Regions from separate parts of the Sus scrofa genome. Here all the other regions are linked to region 2. The links are chromatin contacts, called in public Hi-C and promoter capture Hi-C maps. All regions are on one chromosome and are shown on one strand. Each heading gives the region's core, a stretch centred on a gene start, on an enhancer-like site or on the middle of the called end of the contact. The rest is flanking DNA. Distances are from core to core; before and after follow the strand shown.

Evidence for each region. Promoter capture Hi-C pulls out the DNA fragments that hold promoters and counts their contacts. Hi-C and Micro-C count contacts between places; a contact is called where the count stands out from the background.
Region 1: a promoter capture Hi-C map of fetal liver shows a contact between it and region 2, with 2.1 times the contacts expected there. The contact joins the promoter of UTP14A here to the promoter of BCORL1 in region 2. A contact is called at or near these places in 1 of 5 promoter capture datasets (fetal liver), 5 of 47 Hi-C or Micro-C datasets (fetal liver, heart right ventricle, liver and 2 more) and 1 of 2 datasets of contacts at active chromatin or transcription factors (alveolar macrophages).
Region 3: a Hi-C map of skeletal muscle shows a contact between it and region 2, with 5 times the contacts expected there. The contact joins the promoter of ELF4 here to the promoter of BCORL1 in region 2. A contact is called at or near these places in 4 of 47 Hi-C or Micro-C datasets (embryonic fibroblasts, epiblast stem cells and skeletal muscle) and 1 of 2 datasets of contacts at active chromatin or transcription factors (skeletal muscle).
Region 4: a Hi-C map of skeletal muscle shows a contact between it and region 2, with 6 times the contacts expected there. The contact joins the promoter of ZDHHC9 here to the promoter of BCORL1 in region 2. A contact is called at or near these places in 1 of 5 promoter capture datasets (fetal liver) and 5 of 47 Hi-C or Micro-C datasets (embryonic fibroblasts, heart right ventricle, liver and 1 more).

What each region holds. Positions count from the first base shown.
Region 1 is chrX:106,475,601-106,480,869 of Sscrofa11.1, reverse strand. UTP14A (U3 small nucleolar RNA-associated protein 14 homolog A) reads right to left here and starts at 1,842. Exons shown (of 15, transcript XM_003135366.4): 1 at 1,687-1,842; 2 at 542-620. The coding sequence starts at 1,712.
Region 2 is chrX:106,545,012-106,550,875 of Sscrofa11.1, reverse strand. BCORL1 (BCL-6 corepressor-like protein 1) reads right to left here and starts at 3,122. Exons shown (of 14, transcript XM_021080547.1): 1 at 3,012-3,122; 2 at 1,627-1,737.
Region 3 is chrX:106,658,263-106,664,080 of Sscrofa11.1, reverse strand. ELF4 (ETS-related transcription factor Elf-4) reads left to right here and starts at 2,741. Exons shown (of 9, transcript XM_003135369.4): 1 at 2,741-3,053. LOC106507037 (a long non-coding RNA gene) reads right to left here and starts at 3,064. Exons shown (of 4, transcript XR_002340829.1): 1 at 2,955-3,064.
Region 4 is chrX:106,432,550-106,437,915 of Sscrofa11.1, reverse strand. It overlaps ZDHHC9 (palmitoyltransferase ZDHHC9), which reads left to right and starts at 1,839. Exons shown (of 11, transcript XM_003135365.5): 1 at 1,839-2,025; 2 at 2,375-2,445; 3 at 3,622-3,923. The coding sequence starts at 3,757.

The DNA.
Region 1 (5,269 bases), core at 593-3,092, 69 kb after region 2:
CTACGACAGGAACTCTGCTAACTGAACGAAATCTGAAGAGGATTTTTTCTTTTACCAAAGGAAAGAAAAAAAGAGAGGCCAAAGTGGTGTAAAGCAAATTTTCAAAGAGCAGAGGATACTTGTATTTAGTGTTTCTTTTACATAGAATCCAGCATTTGTTTTGCAGCAAGTTGTTATAGAGGCAGCACACATCCCAAGTGGCACCACCAAGCTCTTTCCCAGGAAATTACACTCAGCCTCTCAGCATCAAACTGCCAAAGAACTGTTTCTATGAGGATCCATGCTTTATCTTAATTTATTTTGTCCACCCATTGGCAAGATGTGTCCTCAGGTAGTTGCTTCTTTGCTTTATGCCATTCTGGCTTATGTGAGGTTTTGTAGGAACTGCTCTACTTTTGGGTAGTTGTAACTGTAATTTGTTTGTGAGATTTGAACAAGTATGAACAATGTTGCCACCCCTTTCCTTTCCAGGAACCTCAGTTTACCCTAATTTTGAGGCAGAAGGGAAACTGGAGAAGGCAGTGCAGCCAGTGTCACCCACCTCATCTTCACTGGTACTCAAGGAGTAGTCTTTTGGCAAATCCTCTAGTTCTTCCTGTTGGCTTAAAGCCAGAAGGCTGCTAAAGGAGACGAAAGGGAAATAGTGTCACTTGAAATAACTTTTCTTATATTGAAATAATCTCTAAAACATAACTTCAGTTCTCAGTACAAAACAGATTATCCCCTGGAAGAGGTGCAAATCCAGCCGTGTGAGCATTTTTGGAAATTAGTCAAGACAATAAATTTAGACCACGGAAGGCAGGCATCACCTGAAAGAGGTGAGCAGTGGTTAGTAGCACCCATATAGAACTGCATGCAAATGAAAAAGATCTAACACTCTTCGGTGATTGACTGCCACCGCATTTCCCACCGACCTCTGGGGGTGAGGGGTGTAAAAATGTCAGACCCTAAGGTGGCAGAAGACGTTGTTGCTAGGCAAGGCAATTCCACCATTAATATTTATAAGCATCCTCCACACTGAAGACATCTGTATAGCTGCAGCTTACTCAAAAGTGACATCTTGATCACTTGTTCTCTGGGATAGGGAAACGGGAAATGGGAAGGAAGCAGCTGAGTATACCATTTTCCCTGGAGCCTGTTTGACAAAGTAGGTGCTTAACTAGGGAGACTGGTACCCAGAAACAAATTATAGTCTACCATTACCTAACAGTATATGTCAATCTTCGCAAGGTAACCATTACTGCACAGATTGTATTTACTTCCCCTGGGGGAGGCATAAACGATCACAGAAAATGTCGTGGATGACTACAGTTAGCAAAGGTTTCCAAGAAAAAGGGAGTTTATAATGCAGGCACTGCCTGCGCGGAGGGTTTCGCTCTCTAGCAGCTACAGAAAAAAGGAGTCACGTGACTCCTCGAGGAAAGTGCAACATGTTAACTTAGCTGGAGAGGGAGAGGCCTCGTCAGGACCAACCGGGATGACACTAAAAAGCTAAGGAGCAGAGGGGGCGAATTAAATTAAATTAAAAGAGCTCTAAAGGATGGATCACGGAAATAGTAACGAATGGCGAGGTCTTGGGAGGAGAACAACTGTCGCCAGTTAAAAGGAGGACTCCATTTCTCAAAAGCCGGGGAACCCGGCTTCCAACGAGACCCAGACCCACCCCTCCCGTCTGCTACCCCTCACCTCTTCGCAGCCTGGCTCGCGCTCATCTCGGCAGCCTGTCTCTCACATGGGCCAGGAGCGGAAGCCGAAAGGAAAGCAATTTCCGTGCCGGCCGCAAAGCAATTTCTGCTTCCGCCAATCACGCGCGACAAGGTGCGTCACTTCCGGCCCGCCCCTGAGGCGTGCGAGAAACTGGAGCCACTTCGGGAGGGGCTTGCGGGGAACCTGGAGGCAGGAGATAAAAGCTTGTTTAGCGGGCGGAGCCTTGCTTTCCCCACCCACCCCTCGACTCGCGGGCGTGCCAGAGTCGATCCTCCTCGCCCCGGGTTTCCACGCGGCGCAGGTGTGCGAAGGTGCTGCGCTGTCAGGAACTGGGTTGAGCCTTCCTGTCCCTACCTGATCCAAAAGGAAAGGCTCTAGCGTCCGTCCGTGATCGACAGCGCCCTGTGAGCCTGCCGCTGGCCAGCTCTAGGCTTGGTTGACCGCCCAGGAAATGGCCAGCTTTGTACTAGGCCCTGGCGATCCGACGGTGGACAAAGCAAGTTTCCTCTCTTAAGGAAAAATCCCCTTTCACCTCGAGCCCCCTTGTAATTGCAGCTCTGAGTTCCTACTTCCCTGTGTAACAAAGTTTCATCCAAGAATGGGCTGTGTCAGTGGCCGCAACTTCCTTATCTCCCATCAACTTTTAAGAATTTTTCTTTAATTAAAAAGAATTTTTTCTTTAATTAAAAAAAATTATGGGGCATTTTGGCTGTGGCGCAGCGGATTAAGGATCCCTCGTCTCTGCAGCGGCTTCTGGTCGATTCCTGCAGGTTGATCCCTGGCCCCAGGAACTTCCATATGCCATTGGTGCCTGGGCGTGGCCAAAAATAAATAAATAAATAAATGAAAATAAAAATTTTTTTAATGTAGAAAAGTAATACAAGAAAACAGGCTTGGCATTTATTCATCGAAGCCACTCCCATTTTGCTTTTCTCCCCCCCACCATTCCACAGAACCTGCTCTGGACAAGATCGTCAGTGATACCTGAGGCTCCTAAATAAAACACTTCTCTGTCCTTGTCTGCCCAGAACTCTGTGGTATTCAATACTGTTGGTTGGTTTTCCTAGCCATATTCAGGGAATGTTTTTGACCTTCTACTATGTGCCAGGCCTCCTGGCACTGGGGATACATTGGTGAACAAAACAGACATGTTCCATGACTTTATAGAGTCTACTTTCTAGTGGGATTAAAGACAATTTTATCGTGGTGGAAACTCCATCCTGGGCTTTTATGACACCACTCTCCTGGTGTCTTAGCTTTGTAACCATCTTCTCTTCTTTGCTGGATACTTTCTCTGTACTTCCTAAATGATGTTCCCTAGGTTCTGCACTCAGTGAGGTTTGTTTATCTCACATGCTCTTCCTAAGCCTTTAACACTTGTATGAGAACTCCAAAAACCCACGTTCTTAGCTCAGACTAGTTATCTCTGATTGCCTTCTGGCAATCCTTTTTATCCCACAGGCAGGTCACCCGTGAAGTGTTCAATGATTTCTATCTTCCCTACCAGAGTTCTGTATTTCTCATCTCTAAGACTGGCACCATCAACTATCCGGTTAATTAAATCAGAAGTCTGAGTTAGGGAGTTCTGGCTGTGGCACAGGGAGTTAAGAATCTGACTGCAGCGGCTCCAGTCGCTGTGGAGGTGTGGGTTCCATTCTCTGTCCGGCACAGTGGGGTTAAAGTATCTGTTGTTACCACAGCTGTGGTGTAGTTCACTCAGAGTCAATCCCTGGCCTGGAACTTCCACCCAGATGCTGCCATAAAATTTAAAAAAGAGCCCGAGTCATCTTAGATTCCTCTCTCCCTTATGCTTTACAGTGGTCCCCTCACGTTGTCAGTTCTACTTACTAAATCTCTCTCACCAATCTCTCGGCCTTTCTATCATTATTGCCCTTGCATCAGACCCTTGCAATTTCAAGCCCATGAATGTGTTGCTGTCATGTTTTCTATAAAAGGGGAACATTACAACATGTGGACGAAGAGCATGGGTTTTGAACTGGACTCTGGATTTGAATCTTATCTCTGCTGCTTACGAGCTTTGTTATTCTTGAGTTAGTCACTTAACCTCTCTGTGCTTTTGTTTCCTTATCTTTAAAATGGGAATTATAATAATACATTGGATAGCTGTGAGAACTAAATAAATTAATATGCACTCACTATATATACTAGAATAAATGGCAAGCCCTTAGAATAATACCTGTCCTACATTAAAATGCTCAATAAGTGTTAGCTCTAATTATTTTTCATCTACTTATTTATTTTTGGTCATCCCCAGCATATGGAGTTCTGGGCCACGGATCAGATCTCGACCTAGCAAGGCCAGATCCTTAACCCACTGTGCCAGCCCAGGGATCAAACCCCCCAGTGCTCGGAAGACACTGCACCACGGTGGGAACTGCAGCTCTAATAATTTTTTACAGGGTTTTCAGTCTTTACTTTCTCTTCATCCAGAAACATAAGTCATGTCATGCTAATGCTTATTTATTTTTAGCCTTGTCCTTGGTGTACAGCAGTTCCCGGGCCAGGAATCGAACCCATGTCACAGCAGTGACAACTGCCAATCCTTAACCTCAAGGCCACAGGCGAACTCCAAGTCATCTCCCAGTCATGCCCACACTTTAACCATGCAAATAGACCCTCATCACTTTTTTTGTGTGTTTTTCAGTCTGCACCTTCGGTACATGGAAGTCCCACGCTATGGGTCCAATTGGAGCCACAGCTGCCTGTCTACGCCACAGCAACAGGGGACCCCAACCACGTCTGCGACCTACACCACAACTCACGGCAATGCCGGATCCTTAACCCACTGAGCAAGGCCAGGGATCAAACCTGTGTCCTCATGGATACTAGTTGGGTTTGTTACCGCTGAGCCACAACAGGGACTCTGACCCTCATCACTTTTAAGGTAAAATAAAAAAGCCTCTTTCATCCATCTGCCTCTTCAACCTGTTGGAATTGCTTCCCGCTTTCCCCAAGGCAATCCAAATTATATTTTTATGGGCAGATGATGCTCTCTTAATCTTATATAAAGTATGAATAAAAGCATTTTAAGAAAACATTGACTTTTTTATTGATTTATACTTAATCTAAGTAAAGACAGTGTGTTTGCTATGCAAATGCAGCTTTGAGACAAGTCCCTTAGGTCCTACCCCTTCCTGGCTCTAGCCAGATTGCTGCCCCATTTCCCTCTATGTAGGATTATGGAACAGCTGAAACCTAAAGTACAAGAAGGAGCTGGGGAAAATTGGGGCTGAGTGTTTTGGGCAAAGGAAACTATGTATATCCAGACCCCCTGGGTTGGGAAGAACTTGTTATATTCTAGCAACCGAAAGGCCAGTGTGGCTGAATGGAGGTGAATAAGAAGGTAAATATAACAGCAGATGAAGAGGTGGGCAGGGTTCAGGTCTTGAAAGGCCTTCTAGGCCATGGTAGAATTTGGATGTTACTCTACATAAAATGGGCCACAAATAAAGGGGTTACTTAGAAGAGTGACATAATCTTAAAAAAAAATTGTTTTTGGCCACACTGCAACATGCGGAAGTTCTCAGGCCAGGGATCGAAT
Region 2 (5,864 bases), core at 1,873-4,372:
CCCCAAAAAAACAAGCCCTTTCTCGCCCTGCCCTGCTGGCCAGCCTCTCTTCGGGTCGTCGGATCCTCAGACCAGGGGGTTGGGGCCAGGTAGTTAAGAAGAACGTAGCCTCCACCCCCCTTTCTGAGGAGTGGGGTAATTCCAATGGTTCCCCCCCGCAGGATCAACCCGACCCCCGTTTCCATGGAGACCCCCGCCCAGCCGGGAAGAAGACTCGGATGGTGGCGAATAAGTCTCACCTGGCTAAGGGAGAAGGGGTGAGGAGGGGGTAGGGTAGGGCAAGGATGGGGTACGAAGGTGGGAAGTGGAGGGGAGCTGTCCCGAAGGGAGGGGCGAGGACAGAGCGAGCTCCAGGGAGCGCTACGTCCGGGGACACGGAGAGGACGGCGCCCCCGGGGGGCAAGCAGAGCGGCCGGGGGGCGAAGAAGGGACAGGGTTGGGGAAAGGCTGAAGGTAGAAAGAAGCGGGTGGGGGATACGAGAAAGCCGGGGACTCAAAAGGGGTGGAGGGGTTGGGGGAGAGAAAAAAAAGACGCACCTGTTCCCGAGTCGGCTCCGCGGGGAGGCTCAGGCCGCCACCCGGACTCCCTCTTACCCCCTCGGAGCCACCACCCGCCTAATACTACCCCGATCTGATGCCCCCTCCGCCCCTTATCGCCACCGACCTCCTTCTCCTCTCTTTCGGCGGCGGCGGCGGTCGGACTCTAGGAACTGAGAGGAAGAAGGGAGGGCTCAGCAAAGCGGAGGAGAGACAGAGCCACACACTGGCAGCAGCCGCGGCGAGCGAAAGAGTGAGGGGGAGAGCGGTGTGTGTGTGTGTCTGTGTGTGCGAGCGAAGCCTGGTGGAGTGGGTGCCGGTCGCAGGGCTCGCCGGGAAGTGGAGTCCGATCGGGTTCGCGGGCGGCGCCAGCCCCCGCTCCGCGGGACTACAGCTCCCAGAATGCCGCCTGTGCGGGGGGGGGAGGAATGGGGAGGAGGAGGCGAAGGGAGGGAGCGAGCAAGAGAGGGAGGGACGAAAGCAGGGAGCAAGCGGCGGCGAAGGGGGCAGAGCCAAGCAGCCCCGGTGACACTGGGAGGGGAGGGGAGGAGGAGGGGATCGCTGCGAGGACCGAGCGGATTCCGGAGAGGGAGGCAGCAGTGGCTGCAGCAAGCCGGGCAAAAAGCTAGACTCCCAGGAGAGGCGGAGGCGCTCAATCCGAGGGGCTGCAGGAACCCCACGCCCCCCCCGTACGCCCCACGAAGGGGGAGGTTGAGGAAGGGAAAAGATCAGTGCCCCACGGCCAGGGGTTTCTCTTTCTTCCAACGCTTTCCACCTTATGCCCCGACCTGACTTTCTCAGGCCACCGGTGCTGGATCCAGTGTGCAAATCCAGAGATCCCAGATCTCTCCTGCCCCGCAGCACAGAGCAGACGCATTCAGTCCCCTTCTCCCAGGGGCCTGAGGGAGGCTCCCCTTGCTGGCAGGGCGTGACTCCCCCCTTCTTCCCGCCCCCCCGTCGCCACCCCCCCACCTCCCTCCCCGGAACCCCTCCCTTGAAGCCGGGGCTCGCGTCTCGCTCCCCGCCAAGAAAGGGAGTCCATCGGGGGAGACTACCCAGCCCCCTCCCGTATACTGGGCCCTTACCCACCAAAATCCCCTTCTTGGCGTTGCCCCCTCACTGAAGTAATAGTGGGGGTGACCGGAGTTGGACTGGTGGCTACTTTCCCTCCGAGACTAGCCGTCCTTGGCCACACCGACCCTGTGTAGAGATAGAGAAGAACATTAATACTCCCGTTCCCCCCCTTCAAGTTCGGATCCCCGTGGAAATGGCTCACAAGAAAAGAGGGGTTGGTAATTGAAGTGAGCTGGGGATGAATCCCAATCCTTAAACCTCATCCCAGGCGTGGAAATCCAGGGATTCGTCTCTTTCCTTAAAAGCCATCAAATCGCTTGGAGGGGGGAGTTAGTTGGGGGTAGATTATCCAAACCCCAATGTCCACGCGACTCGTAGCGACGCTACATGTAGGAATAAGATACGAACTAGGCTGCCGCCGCGAGAGAAAAAGTATACCCCCCCCGCCGTCGTCCACCCCCAAACACACACCCCTAGAAGAGTCAGATGGCCGAGGAGGTGGGGGGAGTCGGTGGGAGTGCTGGAGAGTGAAAGGGTTGTGGCAGGGAGGGTCCGCGGCCCCCTGAGAGCAGAATCCAGATGCTAAAGAGGTGGGTGGGGGGGTGCGGCATAATTGCAGACAGTGTCTCTCCTCGCTTTTCCCGGAATCGCCGCCGAACACCGTCTAACACTCGTAGTTGCTTACCAGTCAATCCCCTAGACCCATTTGTGCGCGTGAGGCGGCCGGAGCCCGGGAAGCCCGGGCACAAACTCCGCGGAAGCTGGCCTTCGCCGCCGCCGCGCTGCCGCGGGCCTCCCTCCCTCCGCTGGCGGCCCCGCCGATCTACCTTCGCCCCCGGCCGAGGCCAGACCCCGCTCGCAACTCCACGCCCCTACTCCACCCCCGGCTCCCCCTCCCCTCGCCCTCTCCCCGCGGGTCCGGCCCAGCCCCTAGCGCCGCCCCGCCCTACCGCTCGGTCCCGAGCCCAGCAAGTGCCCCGAACTCGCCCCCCGCCCCCACGCCCAGGCCACTCCGGCCGGGCCTGGTTTCCCCCTCCCGCCGCGCCCCGCCCCCGAATCCACGTCCTACTTCGCCACCCAACTCGGCCCGGTCCGGGTTCGGCCAGCGCCCAGGCCACCGGAGTCCCCGGTTCGGTCCGGTGTACGGCCACCCACCCCGCCCTTGCCTGGGTGCCGGCCTGGCCCGCTGCCTGCGCCCGCCGAGCCGACTCAGGCGTTCGGTCCGGGTCCGGATCCCGGTGCCGGCCTCGGTCCCGGCGGCGTTGCCGCGTCTCGCCACGAGGGCTCGGTCCACGCAAGACCCGAACCCGCGCGGGGTGGGGGCCGCGGAAAACAAGTTTCTTTATCTTCCCTCCGCCCCCGCCACAGGGCCGCGCCCCCCCCCACGGCGCCCCCTTCACCTGGGCATAGCCCCTTGGCCCCTGTCGCAACTTTGCTCTTCTCCACGCTGCCGGGGAAGCTGGCGAAGCGGGAGGAGGAGGGAGGTGGCGGGGTGGGTGGGGGGGGTGCTGGGATCAGGCCGCTGGGCTCCGGGAGGACACGTGGGGGAGGAGGGGAAGGAGGAGGAGGAAGGGGGGGCGGGCCTGCAGTTCTCGGGGCTCCCCCTGCCAGCCCCGGGGAAGCCGGAACCTCGCCGGGCAGCCGCAGACCCCGCACTGGCCACGGGGGAAGAACGGAGCCACCTTCTTCGGCCAGCCCCTGGCTCCAGGAAGGAGGGGGGGCGAGCAACGCCGCACGGGGTCGGAGAGCGAACGTTTTCGCTCGAGCTTTATGTGACTCTCTCTCTCTCTCTCTCTCTCTCTCTCTCTCTCTGTCTCTCTCTCTCTCTCGGTTTAGCCTCAGTGTATTGGGGGGTAGGGTCTTGCTTGCGGGGGGGCGCCCCCGCCGGACGCCCCGCCCCTCCCCCGGTCCCCCACTTCCCTAACCCGGGCGACCTCGGTGCGTGGCTCCGGCGCTCTGGCACTGAGGCCGCCCGCGGGTGCAGCCCCGGCCCCGGCGCCGAAGTGGGACAGGTGCTGGGGAAGGGAAAATGCCGGGGCTCGCTGCCTCGCCTCGCGTCTCCGGGGCGGCCCACCCTTCGTGGCAGCCTCCCGGGCTGCAACACCCCCCCACACACACACCGGGCAGACCTCCAAAGGGCAGCCCTCGGCCTGGGCGTGGAGGCATCGGGGGCGCGCGGGGGGGTGGGGTGGGCAGGAGCGAGAGGCCCGAGGGAGGAAGGAGGAGGGGGACGAAAGGTCTGTAAAGGGGGAAGCCTGCACGACTTGGGCCGAAAACCTGGCTCGAAGAGGGCTGGGCTTCTGCCCGCTTTCCCGGGGCTCCTCAGTCATCAGACTGAACCCCTTGACCCCTACCCTTTACCCTAACGACTCCTTGCCTGGCCAAAGAAATAAATCCTCGTTTGTGTTTACATCCCAGGCTATCCCCAGGACTGAAGGGCTGAGAAGCCTGCGGTCCACATTGGAACTCTGATGACTTTACATTAACTCGGAGGAAGAGAGCAGCTTGCGATGGAGCTGAAGCTGCCGGCAGACTTGCTTTCAGTCTAAGGGTGTTTCTTAGCAGCTCCAACCCTGAGTCCGTGGTGGGGACTTCAAAGGCATCTCCTCAGCCTAGAGAGTACTAGGGGAGGTGGCCAGCAGTTCCTGGAGGGTTCAGGGCTTTGTAAATGGAATGTGCAATGAATAGCAGGAATTTGAAAAAAAATCTTTATGTGCAGATATATTGATATTATTTATTATACATTTATCTATACTAAGGAAGCCAGAGGGTGATTTGAACTAGAAGGAAGCCCTGCAGGATTAATGTCTTCCTCCTCATCCTCCCCACCCCCCTCCTTTGTCCTAGGCCCAGAGGTACCATCTTTAAGCTACAGGGTGTCTTCTCTCCTTTGGAAGGACTTTAGAGGTGGCAGTTGAGACTTGCCTGATATGTCTCCCTCACCTGGTTTGAAGGATGTGTGTGAGTATTGCGGAGGAGGGCAAGCCACTAAGGCTGAAGTGGCTTTGCTATTGTCCGAGTGTCTCTGATCCCTCTTGCTTGTCCTCACCAACCTCAAAATCCATGGCCAACAATGTAGACATACCACTTGCCATTTTACTTTGCTTTGGGAACTTCTTCATTGGTTATTTTACTTGACCACTCCCACCCTGTCATGAGCTACACACACACACACACACACACACCTTAAAAAGCATTTGGCCTAAGTTGCACCAAGGGAAAGTGAAGGTTGGACAAAGATTTGTTTAAGCTAATCAACATATGAACTTAAAATGCATTATTAAGGGGGGGAGGAAATTGCCTCTATTGGGCCTGATAATGCAGGCCCCACCAATTCTGCTTTGATTTAAATTGGCTGTCTTCACTGATTTTAATTAATCTGGTAATTACTGAATCTCTATGTCTCTTAAGGCCCTTAGGGCCTTAGGGCTACTTTGCTCCTTGGCTTGAGGCTGAAACAGATTCTAGACACCTCTGTTCCCACTTGTTTGTGTCTCACCATTTGGCTGCATCATTTATCTGGCGAAATGAAGGTTGGGGCAAGATGGTTATTTCCTGGCTGAAGCTCTAGCTTTTCTGAGCCCTTTCCTGTTGGGGGCCACACTTCCTGCCCTACAGGAGATGATGGGAAACTAAGGAGCAGGGTGGGGAGAGCTGTGGGAAACCTTGTAAAGAATGTAGATATTAATGATTATTTTATTTGAGGCTAGAACCACAACATCATCATAATAATACTTTACCTTTGTACACCATTACAGTGTTTACAAAGTCCTTTCACTTGTGTTGTTTCATTTGTTGCTCACTCCAACTCTTGATTTTGTAATTGAGGAAACTGAGTCCAGGAACAGCTATGAGTAGCTTGCTCAAGGTCCCATAGCTAGTGGGTTCCCGAGCCAGGACAACTCCAGCAGTCTTGTCTCCACATCCAGAGCTCTTTTTAATGGTATAGGGCTTCCATTTCACGTCAAAATACTCCTTTTCAGGCAGACTTTTTTTTGGTTGGGGTTTTGGGGTTTTTTTGGCCACGCCCTCAGCATGCAGAAGTTCCCAGGCCAGGGGTCAAATCCTCGCCACAACAGTAACCAGGGTCACAGCCAGGACAACACCAGATCCTTAACCACTGAGCCACCAGGAAACTCCTAGTTTTTTTTTTTCCTAATTGTTTCTCCCATCAATAACAGCTGAACTCAGAGAAGCAGCTTGGTGTAATGGAAAGAGCATTGGTTGAAAAATTCTAAGGACCAAATCCTAAT
Region 3 (5,818 bases), core at 1,492-3,991, 110 kb before region 2:
GCAGGCTCCACACGCTCAGGAGGCCCCTCTGCTCCCGGAAGGACCCCACATCTGAGGCCAGAGAGGACCGAGTTGGGCTTGGAGAGGTGGGGAGAGCAGGGCTGGAAGGAGAGAAGCTGACCACGCACGCTGGATGGCACAGCCTGGGCATCCACAGGCAACTCGAGAAGGGGAATTCCTGCCAAGTCAGGGAGCCATTGGCAGAGACACCGCGGCTGTCATCAGGAGTGGTGATCTCAGCCGGCAGCCCCACCTGGCTGGGACTCACCCAGCGGGTAAGAGCAAGAGCGGGGATCCAGGTAGGGGAGGGCTGGGGAGCAGCAAGGGCAGCGGGAAGGGCAGCCCAGCTGACCTGGCGCCATAGAGGCAGGAAGGTCATTCAGGTGGCCTATGGCTCCCTAGGGCGAAGTCGGCACCAGATTTTCATCAAGGGGGTGGGGTTTGCTTTGGCTGCAACTCCCAGATCCTGGGGCTGTGGTTAGTTCTGAGCAGCTGCAGCAGGTGGGAACTTATGGGATTCCCACAAGCCTTGGGCTCCAGGTCACTAGCAGGTATTAAGGCCTGCCACCGTGCATTGGTCGCCACTGTGCTGTCCTCTCTCCCTGCCCTTCCCAAGAGGAAGGCCTCTCAGAGCTCTGGCACTTCCATGCCTTGAGGCTTCAACCTTAGTTTAAACCACAAACACTCATAGGAGGCACCACCATTAGTCCTCAGAAGCTTCCAGCCCTGCCAGACTTTCTCCTGAGAGCTGGGTTGAGAAAAGATGAGGTGAGAAGAGATGATGCTGAAAGCAGCTAACATTTATTGAGGGCTTATTAAGTACCAGGCTCTGCCATAGACACAGGCTATATCTTTTAAGCCTCACCACAGCCTTGGGAAATAGATTCATATTATCCTCGATTTAAAAGTAAGGAAAATGAGGAATTGCCGTTGTGGTGCAGTGGAAAGGAATCCGACTAGTATCCAGGAGGATGCAGGATCAATCCCTGGCCTCGCTCAGAGGGTCGGGAATCCGGCGTTGCCATGAGCTGTGGCATAGGCCGGCAGCCGTAGCTCCAGTTCGACCCCTGGCCTGGGAACCTCCATGCTCCTGAGGTGCAGCCCTAAAAAGCAATAAATAAATAAATAGTGAGGAAAATGAGGCTCTGGAGAGTTTAAGGAACATGCCCAAAGACATACAGCCGGTAAATGGTGCTGCTGGAATAGGAACCCTGGAATGTTAGAGACCACAGAACCCTCATCAAAATGGGAGTGGGGTGTGTGTGTGTGTGTGTGTGTGTGTGTGTGGATCAAAGTAAAGGGGGCTTAAGGATGGCTGGAACCTACCACAATTTGAGAAGGGGGCTTCACTGGCAAGAGGACAACAGAAAATTGTTTGTCTCCAGAACCTGGAATTCCCTGGGGAAAGTGTGCCTGCTTACAAGTGAAATATTGCTCTTGGCTCTTTATTCAGGGACTTAGGTTTAGGTAGACAAGAGGTCTCAAGGTGCCCCGGTGCCCCAGTCCAGCCCCTGGGTCTTTCCCTGGAAACTCTGCAGCTGTCTTCCCCACCATCATCCACCACCAGCCCTGTTCCCCTGTGCTGTGCCAGGGACTATCCTTTCCTGCGGCTGGGGAAGCAGACAGATGCTGGTGGCTGAGCAGATCCCTGAACCTCAGGCCCTCGGACCACCCCCACCTCTCACAGGGCCTCCTCCCCTGGGGCCCTTTCCGCTTTGCTGCTTTCTGCCAAGGAGATGCCGGCCTGAGGCCTGGCTGGGCCCCTCCCCCAGACCATGTAGAGCCATAAGAAGTGACAATTCCCAGCCAACTCCCCCCGCTTAGAACCTCCTGGCTGTGGGATCAGGTTGGGGTAGCTGGTAGGGCTGCTGGGGCAGGTCAGAGGAGAGGGTAAGGGGGAGGTAGAATGGGAGACTGGGGTTCAAGTGGGTGCCTTAAGCAGAGCAGCCTGGCTTTGGACAGAAGAGGGACACGAGCTTTTTTCCCAGCACCCCAACTCTGGCCACCTTTGCACCTGCTGCACCGGCCCCTCTCCCCCCAACCCTCCCCCCCATTCATATCCTCCTGGCCTCGCCCACTGGGAGCCCTAGGCTCCACTTCCCTAAGAAATCCCCCAAACTCTCTAGTCACGCCCAGTGCACGATGCATTGGCCTGGGATCCCGCGGTGTCTGGCGTACCATCCCGAATTGTATCCTCTGGGCATCTCCCGGCCTCACCCACCCGCTTGGCCCGCCCTCACGCCAGGTCCGCCACACAGCAGGCGCTCAATAATAATCTGGAGCGCAGGGCCAAAGGCGTCAAGCGAGTGGAGCCCACAGGCCGAGGGGGCCGGACACAGCCACCCGGAGCCCCCCCCGCCCCCGTCCCCCCACCCCGGGAATGGAGTGGCTTTCTCCGCGAGGCATTGTGTGGGGGCTCCCCGCCGGGAGCTGCGGGGGTCCCCGGGAAGCGCCGCGTGAGGGACGCTGGGCGCGCGCCGTGGGGCTCTGCGGGAGCCGGGTTCTCGTGGTCCCCCGGGGGCGAGCGAGCCGGGAGGGGAAGGAGAGGCCGCGCGGGCCCCTGGCACGGCTCCCCCTGCCGTGCTGGCGACCGCGGCGGGCCGGGGGTGGAGGGGCGCTGTTTCCACCAAGACGCCTCGTCCCTCCCTCGCGCCCTCCCCCACCCCGCCCGCCCGCGGTCCCTCCCGTCGGTCCCTCCCTCAGGCTCTTCCCTCCCTCCCGCCCTGCCTCCTTCGCGCCCGCCCCAGCCGCCGCCTGCGGGGACGTGTGTGTCTCTAGTGCAATTTCCCCTTTCGCTCGGTTGTCTGAGTGCAGGTCTCCGCTGGCTCGCGCCCCCTCCCCGGGCGCCCCCGCCGCCCCCTCCCCCGGCCTGGCCCTCCCCGGCGTCCACCCGGCTCCCCTCGCACTCCACCCCGCCCCCCGGAGTCGTTTTATCAGGGGCGCCGCCGTCTCACCTGGTATTTGCATCTCGCCCTCCAACTTGCCATTGGCGGCGCGACGTGTGGGAGAGCCCTGCGCCTCGCCCGCCCGGACCAGCCTGCCCCGGCGCCGAGGTGAGTCACGGGCGCGGGGCCGCGGGGGCAGGCGGGCAGGGAGGAGAGGAGGGAGGGAAGGAGGGAGGGGGACGGTGGCCCCGGCGGCCGCGGGGACCGACCGGGCGCCGCGCTCAACTTCCACTTCTCCTTTCGCCGGCGCCGAGGTCCCGGCTCCACTCGCCGGGCCCGGCTTCTGAGGGGAGAAGGCGGGCTGGCGGGGCTGAGGATCGGCGTCCCGGCCCTTGGAGCGGGGAGCTAGACCCCGGCCTGACGACCGAGCCCTCTCGGCCTCAGGTACGTCGATGGCGCCAGTTCTCCGAGCCTTCGGGGACCTCGGAAAGTTTGCCTGAGGGCGGGATCGGGGACGCCGGGGCCGCCCCGGGGCGTAGGGGTTGGGGGCCCAGGAAAGGGTGGGAGAGCGGCGGCGTGTCGCGTCCCGCCCTTGCCTCGCCCCACCGCGTGTTCAGTGGGGAACCCGGACTCCTGATCCCGGGTTTGAAGCGGAATCGATTTCCCGTGTCAGGGTGGGGGCCGGTCTGCGCGCTCCCGGAGCAGCCCGGGGTCCGTGACCGGGCCGATCGTGACAGCCGGCCCCCAAAGCTCGGGGCCCGAGGGCGGGAGGTCGGGCCTCACTGCGGCGGGGCTGCTAGATTGATCTGGCGGCCTCTAGGGCTTCTGGGACCAGACGCCTTAGGGTAACACACACACACACTCTCTCTCTCTTTCTCTCTCTCTCTCTCTTTCCCTTTCCCTCTCTGCCTCTACACACACACACACACACACACACACACACACACACACACACACACACACACACACACACACACACCTATGACTTGGATAATTGGATTGCCAAAATAGAGACCTCTTGGCAGCGGCCAGAGTTTCCGTGTGAGCCGGCCGCCAGCCTTCCCGCTCCCGCGTTCCCGCTCTCCCGGCTTCTCCCGCCTCTCTGTTCCCTCCTCTGCCGCCGGCTCGGGGACGCAGCAGCCGCGCAGCGCCGGTCCCCGACCGTCAGCGCCTTGCCTTTGGAGACCGCTGAGGCGGCGGCTTTCTGAATTTCTGGTCCCTCCATCGCACCCTCACTCTGCCGCCCTTCCCTCGGGATGCAGCCTTCCTGACCAGAGTCGCCTCCTGACCCCTTGGCTCCGCGCCTTGGCCAGGTTGTCCCTGGCTACCCCCCGCCACCACCCCCACCACACCCCAGCCATGGGATTTGATGGCCGTTTGATTCCTGCCCCTCATCCCTCTGCCCGAGATAGAAGCCTGTCTGGTCCTGCAGCTTCTTCTGGTTAATGTTTGACAGTTCGTTGTGGCTAATCATTTTAATTAGCTCTTAAAGTGGGGAGGAACAGTTAACCTTGGACTTCTCGATTTTGGCCTGGTGGGGCCTCATATGGGAGGAGTGCTGGGGAGGTGGGGAGGTAGCAGCGGAAGTGAGATCACCACCCCAGGGCCTGAGCCACCACTGCTTGGCCCCAACAGCTGGTGGGCACGCCCATCAGGGACTCACCCCCTGCGAGCTAACCCCTGGCCTGAGTGTCAGCCTTGTGTGGGGGGGTGGGGTGGCGAAGGGATCAGATCTAGCTCTTCCCTGTGGGGAGACAGGGCACTTTGGCACTGAAAATGCCCAGGATCACCTTTGCAGGGCAAGAATGCAAATTCCTCCTGGCAGATTGTTACGTAGGGTTTTTACCAGTTATAAGGGGCTTTCTCGACCATTAATTCAGTGGACCCACAGCAGGAACAGTTTAGGACTTAACTATCCTGGCCAATGTGGGGAAGAGACTGCCTCGCAAGTGGTTGTCTCTGGGAGTGGGTTCAAAGCCTGGGATGTGTGTGGGGTGGGGTAGGGGGGCGTTGAGCAGGCTCCACGTTGCCACCCTCACCCAGCCTCTAGCTGTGAGCCGAAGGAGTGGCTTGTTTGCAACTATGTCTGGCATTCCTCCCACTGCTGCACTGTTTGCTCGGTGGTTGCTCAGGAACTGGCGCCCACCCCTGGACAAGCTGGAGGCCTGAAAGCCGCCCTCCCCCTGCCTTGTGCTAAGTGGTGGGACAGCAGCTTCTGTCTCCTCTGTCCTATACTGGGATCTAAAAGTGAGGGTGCTGTGGTCTGTCATTGATGGGCCTGACAGGATGTCCAAAATGTTCCCAGCCTGCAAAATTCAGGGCCCCCCTGAGAGGCCCAGCCAGACGCAGGCTGAGGGGATTGCTTTCCCAGGGTAATCCCTGCGCCAGAGCCTGGCCTTGGTCCCTGCCAACCCCACCCCTTACCCCTCAACTTCTTCATTTTCCCTCCAATCCCTAGAGCCAGACTGTCTGGGTCTAAATCCCAACTCTGTTATTTACTGTGTGATCCCAGTCAATTGTATGCCTCAGTTTCCTCATCTGTCAAATGAGACCCACCTCAGAAGGTTTTGCTAAGGAACAAATAAATACATCAATACACATAAGTTGCTCATTAGAACAGTGCATGGCACACAATGAGCACAAGCTGGCTTTGTGATGCTGTCTCATGCAGGACCTGAAACTCAGATTCAGCTCAGCAAACAGTTGCTGAAAACCAGTCCCAGTGCCAGGCATCAGCCAAGGGGCAGTGAGGAAAATCCAGAGGGGAAGAAGCTACCGCCTTGTCTTCCAGGACTGTGCAGCTTCTCGGGTGGGGGATGTGGGAGGGACCAGAGAGGGTGGCTGGGTCACCTAGATCTATAAACACAGTTAGGAACCAGGCTCGAATCTATAATTCACACCAGTGCAGGGAGCCAGGTACCCCAGACTGGTAG
Region 4 (5,366 bases), core at 590-3,089, 110 kb after region 2:
GGAATTCAGGGGCCTGATGGGGCTGAGGGATGTTCCTCTCCCTTCCATACCAAGTGTGTGCAATCCCAGCACCCTCCTGGATTCAAAGGGGAGAATTGGAGGCAATGATACTGATCATATGGTTTATAAAGACTAAACCGATGATGATAGTTAGCATGAGTACTGAGGAACAACAGAAGCTTTATAAAGACATGCTTTCCCCTACAAATTAATTAGAACACATCTCTCTCATGAGAGAATTACCTAGTGATTTTTTTTAATCCTTTAAAATTTTTGATTGAAGGGTGCCATGAAAGTATCAAATGTAATTATCATTAGGTAGCATTTTGCTTCATATCACTGTGGGACCCAAATCCTGTAAAAGGAGGAATAGCTCTTGACCATGTACCTGGTCCTTCACCTAACACAAAAAACTGCTTTGACAGTCTCCCCCCCCCTCTTTTTTTATTAATTGCAAATGCCTTCGCCCTAGAGCAACTTTATTCAAACTCAGGAAAATAGCTGACAACTGGACATTCTCTCCAACAGTGTGACAGGTAAGGAAAGGCCACCTTCAGCCCTTTCTCATATTTCCTCTTATATTTGGAAACCAAGAGCCATACTAGTGGAAACAGACCTTGTGTCTTTTATTTTTATCTTTTTAGGGTCGCACCGGCAGCATATGGAGGTTCCCAAGCTAGGGGGTCTCATCGGAGCTGTAGCTGCCGGCCTATGCCACAGCCACAGCAACGCAGGATCCGAGCCCGTCTGCGACCTACACCACAGCTCAGGGCAACTTGGGATCCTTAACCCACTGAGCAAGGCCAGGGATCAAACCCGCGTCCTCATGGATACTAGTCGGGTTTGTTAACCACTGAGCCACAACGGGAACTCCCCACCTTGTATCTTTTAAAGTCTGCTGTGTAATATTGGTTCGGTGGTTCTCCATTGTTTTCCCCACTCCAACCTTGACCGTCTAAAGGATGAGGCGCACTCAGATCAGTAGCAGCGGCTCACTGTGGCAATAACTGCGGGGGCAGGTTATTGAAGGAAAGAATGAATGTGGTTGGTGGGTGGAGATTCTGCCTTAGATACCCGCTCCCCCGCCCCATTATCACAAGCTCTTCAAAGCTAGTAGTAATTTACAAGCTCTTTGGCAAGCTACTTCATTATCTACCTGGATGAATGTACTTCCTGTCAGTAGAGTTTCTCTAACCCCGTCACTGTCAATTTTTTTTGTTTACGATACTGCAAAGAGATTTGACGTTCTTGGGCACAGTTATCCCCTTCACGTTCCTTTTTCGTTTGTTTTGTTCCGAAAGCCTTAGAGTTGCAGGCCAGGGTGACTAGAACAAGAGGTGGGGTCCCTAATTAATGAATGGGACTTGGGAGGCAGAGGGCTCGTTTTTACGCCGGTAAGGAGTAAAATTCCGAGTCGCGGTTGATTTCATGCAAATAGGGCTGGAGAGGCCCAGGGCGGACCTAGTTTGGGGTGAGCACCCGGATCTGCGAGCCCGTGTTGCTTCAGCGTCTCACCATGCGTGTGGGGGGAGGCTGGCCCCCGGTCTCTCCTGGTCCCATCGGCACTAACCTTCACCCCAGTCTCTGCGGAACTATATTATTAGAAAGCGACACTCCACACACTGCCGCTCAGACGCCAGAGGGAGGCTGCCAGTGGCTTGGCAGGTGGGCACGAAGCCGGGAGATGGGTGGGGGAGTGGGGCGGAGGCATCGTCGAGTGGCGTTTGGGTCAGCCAATGGTAGTTCGGAGCTGGGGTGGCAGGGGCGGAGGCGCCGAGGCCGATCAGCCAATGGAGGGCGAGCAACTACTGGAACGACCTGGTGACGTGAGGAGCGTTCCATTCGGCCAGCGGTGGGCGGTTGCCACAGCTGGTTTAGGGCCCGGACCATTGGGGCCCCTTGTCAGGAGGAGGCAGCCTTCGGGCTGGGGAGTAGTCGCTGCCACCTCGGGCGGCCGACGCGGTCCCCTGGGATAGTGCACTTCCTGGCCTCGTTTCCCCGCTGAGTTCGCTCTCCGGGGTTCAGGTAACAAGGAGTGGGGGTGGGGGTCTCCGGAGCTCGGCCGCGTGGTGGGCTGCCGCCCCCTCCGCTGCACCGGGACGCGCGGACCTGGCCCTGCCCTTCTCGGGCTCCGCGCCTGCCGAGCCCGCGGCTGAGGGTGACTACACGTGGCGGGGCGTGTGTGAGTGTATACGAGCGTGCGGAGGTGGCGCGCGTCCCAACCTGCCCGGGGCGGTGGTCGGCGGCGTGGCCGAGGCAGGGCGGGCCTCCCGAGGCCGCGCCCGCCGCCGGTCCGCCTCGAACTCTGGCCTCGGATCTCGGGCCGCTGGGCCGGTCCCTGGTTCTCGACGGATTTTGATCTTTGTTCTGCCAGGCCCAGCTCTCCTCCTTCCTGGTCTCTCTGCTCCCGCTGGGCTGGTTTATTAGGAGGAGATTGTTTTCCAGGTTAGTTTTACACAAAGGAAGTGTTAACTGCACCTCTGGTGCCCCCTCCCTTTTCCCAAGCCTTCCACCCTCTCCTTTCCCTGCTCAGCTCCTAGGTTCTCTTTGGACCCTTGCCCTCTCCAGCCCGGGAATGATTTCAAGTTGGTTGTTTCTCATCAGTCAGTCGGGCTGCAGGCTTCCACCTCATTCTTGCCAGCACTGGGCATGTGGTATCAGTAAATAGAGGCCACAGCACCACACCTGAGAGAAGGGTGGCCTTGGCAGAGAAAGGTCTGGGGATTCAGGATGCTAAGTGGAGATGGTACTTCCGAAATGTCCCAGAAAGCACCCTTATGACTTTTCTTAACTGCTGCTATCCCTCCCCCGCCCTCCAGCCCTATCAGAACCTCTCCTGCTTCAGGCAGCCTTTCACCTACAGGTTTGTGATGTGGTTTCATTAAGAGTCCCACAAATGTTAGGCTAGACCAGCAAGATTGGTTCATTTCCCAGACTCAGGAAGTTAGGAGGGTTTGATTAGGGGAAATCTGTTTTGAGTAAATACAACCTGGGTTTGTGTACAGAATGTCCAAAACCTCCTAGCTCTGCCAGAGGATGACTTGTTCGCTGGTGTGATTCATATTTGACCGGCTAATTGAAGAAAGAAAGTGAAGAAGTGGAGAAGCGGAGAGAATGGTTCCTTAAGAATAGAGATTCTTACTGTTATTTTCAGAGTCCTCTTCATGATGATTATAAAACAATATGGTAGAGTGGAAAGTGCCCTGGCCTGAAAGTCAACAGACTTGTTTGTTTTCTTGGCTTAGCCTTGTGGCCTTGTGACCCTAGATAAGTAATTTCCCCTCTTTGGTCTTGACTTTACTCATTTCCAAAACAAAGTAATCGGACTAACACCTATAAAAATCCCTTCTAGTTCCAAAGTTCTCTGGGAATCACATCATCAATATTACAGTGGAAGTAACGGAGTATATTTAAGAAGATATACTAGCCCCCTTCTCTTTTTGAGCGCCTTTAACTTTTTCTTCTGCTAGGGGACGAAAACAGATTAGAAATAAACTTCCCCATTTCTTCACCCAACACCCCTTCAGGCGTTGCTCCTCTTTCTGCCTCTGGGAAGGAAGATTGAACTGCATTTTCTTGTTCCTGCCTCATTTTTTTCTGTCTTCTTGTGTTTTTTCTTAGGGCTGGAAATTGGACTTTTGATGATGTTTGACCCGGCGGCAACAATAGCAGGCAACGTGATTTCAAAGCTGGGCTCAACTTCTGTTTCTTCCCGCTTGTAATCATAAAGCCCATTTTGGACCAGGAATTCCAATCATGTCTGTGATGGTGGTGAGAAAGAAGGTGACACGGAAATGGGAGAAACTCCCAGGCAGGAACACCTTCTGCTGTGATGGCCGAGTCATGATGGCCCGGCAAAAGGGCATCTTCTACTTGACCCTCTTCCTCATCCTGGGGACGTGTACGCTCTTCTTCGCTTTCGAGTGAGTTTCTGTTGAGTAGCATGGCCTGATTATAGTTAATCTTGGGTCCAGGGAAAGAACCGTCTTTCTGGGGAGTTTGTCAGGAGTCCTGGGATGGGCTCTGGGCCTCTTGAGCGGTGCCTATAGATCGTGCCAACTGAATTCATCGCTTTGCGCTCATAACAGAGTATGTGCTTCCTCAAAAGCCCAAGACCTCTGATACCAATTTTACTGCACTGATTTGGGGCCACCCCTGGAACACTGGGGGAGTAAAAGAGTTTGTCTTTATCACTCACCTCCCCTTATCAGTGGTCTCCTTAGATGCTTAGTGCCTGCCTCTTCCCCACCCCTCCTGAGCCTAGAGTCTAGGGGCACTTCTCGTGGCCCATGATACTCATAATACTCACCCATTCTGTTATTCTGGGTCCTATTTCCTTAGGGCTCGGCTCTTAGCTAGCTGTTAAAATCGAAAAGCCAACTGAATTGGGAACCTGCAGATTGGTTCCAGCCTCAGCTGTGCCACAGTCTAGCTGCATGTGTGGCACATATGTGCTTATTAAATGTGAGTTGCTCTTTCTTTCAGTCAAAATTGCTCAACATAAACAACTCTCTCTTCTGTGTGTGCCTGATACCAGCCTGGGAGGTATTTTTTCTGTGATGTAATAGCTGGTACTAGAGCCACTGTTTGAAGTCTGTGTGGGTCAGCCCTCTAGGGACATGGCCAGTTGGATTCTAGGCTATTGTGGCATGACTCCTGGGTATGCTGAGAATGCTGTACACTCCAGGGATGGGAGCAATGCTAATTGGTTTGGGATTATTATGAGGAAGGCTTTGAGGAGCCAAGAGGTGTGTTTCTAGACTGTAAGCCACACCTACGATGAGCCTGCTACCGTACATGTACTCGGGCGACCTGGAAATGGAGCTCCCATACTGGGGCATGGCATGGGGCGGAGGAAGGGGCTTCTTGGCCAGCCTTCGTGGGTGATTAAAATGAGCTGTGGTCTCTTGGGACTCATTTGGGTCCTGTGAGGGCTTCAGGCTTACCTAGTGCATCAAGAGTGATTTTTTCCCAGCTGCTTTGCTGGACTTTTTGATGGTTGCAGCTGGCTTGAGTAACAGCAGGCGGAGAGGGGACCTAGTTGATAACAGGGCTGGGAAGGAAGGTCAGAGGACCTCATGGTCAAAGGTACTTCTGTTGCTGCTGTCGACTTTGTGAAGTATTTGGTAAAGTCAAGCAGGTTGATGATGGTTTTTTAGTTGCTTTCCAGTCTGAGTTTCATGACTCTGTGTGTGTGTGTGTGTGTGTGTGTACTTGTGGGTGGTATAAGTGAGTGTGTGCAGGCAGGCAGGCATATGCCTAACATTAAAAAATGTTTCCCCACTCCTCACCCTTCTCTCCAAGTTTGCTTTGCTTTATCCCTGCTCTGCTGCTTTTTGGAAGTGCAGAGCTCAACCTGTTCTCCG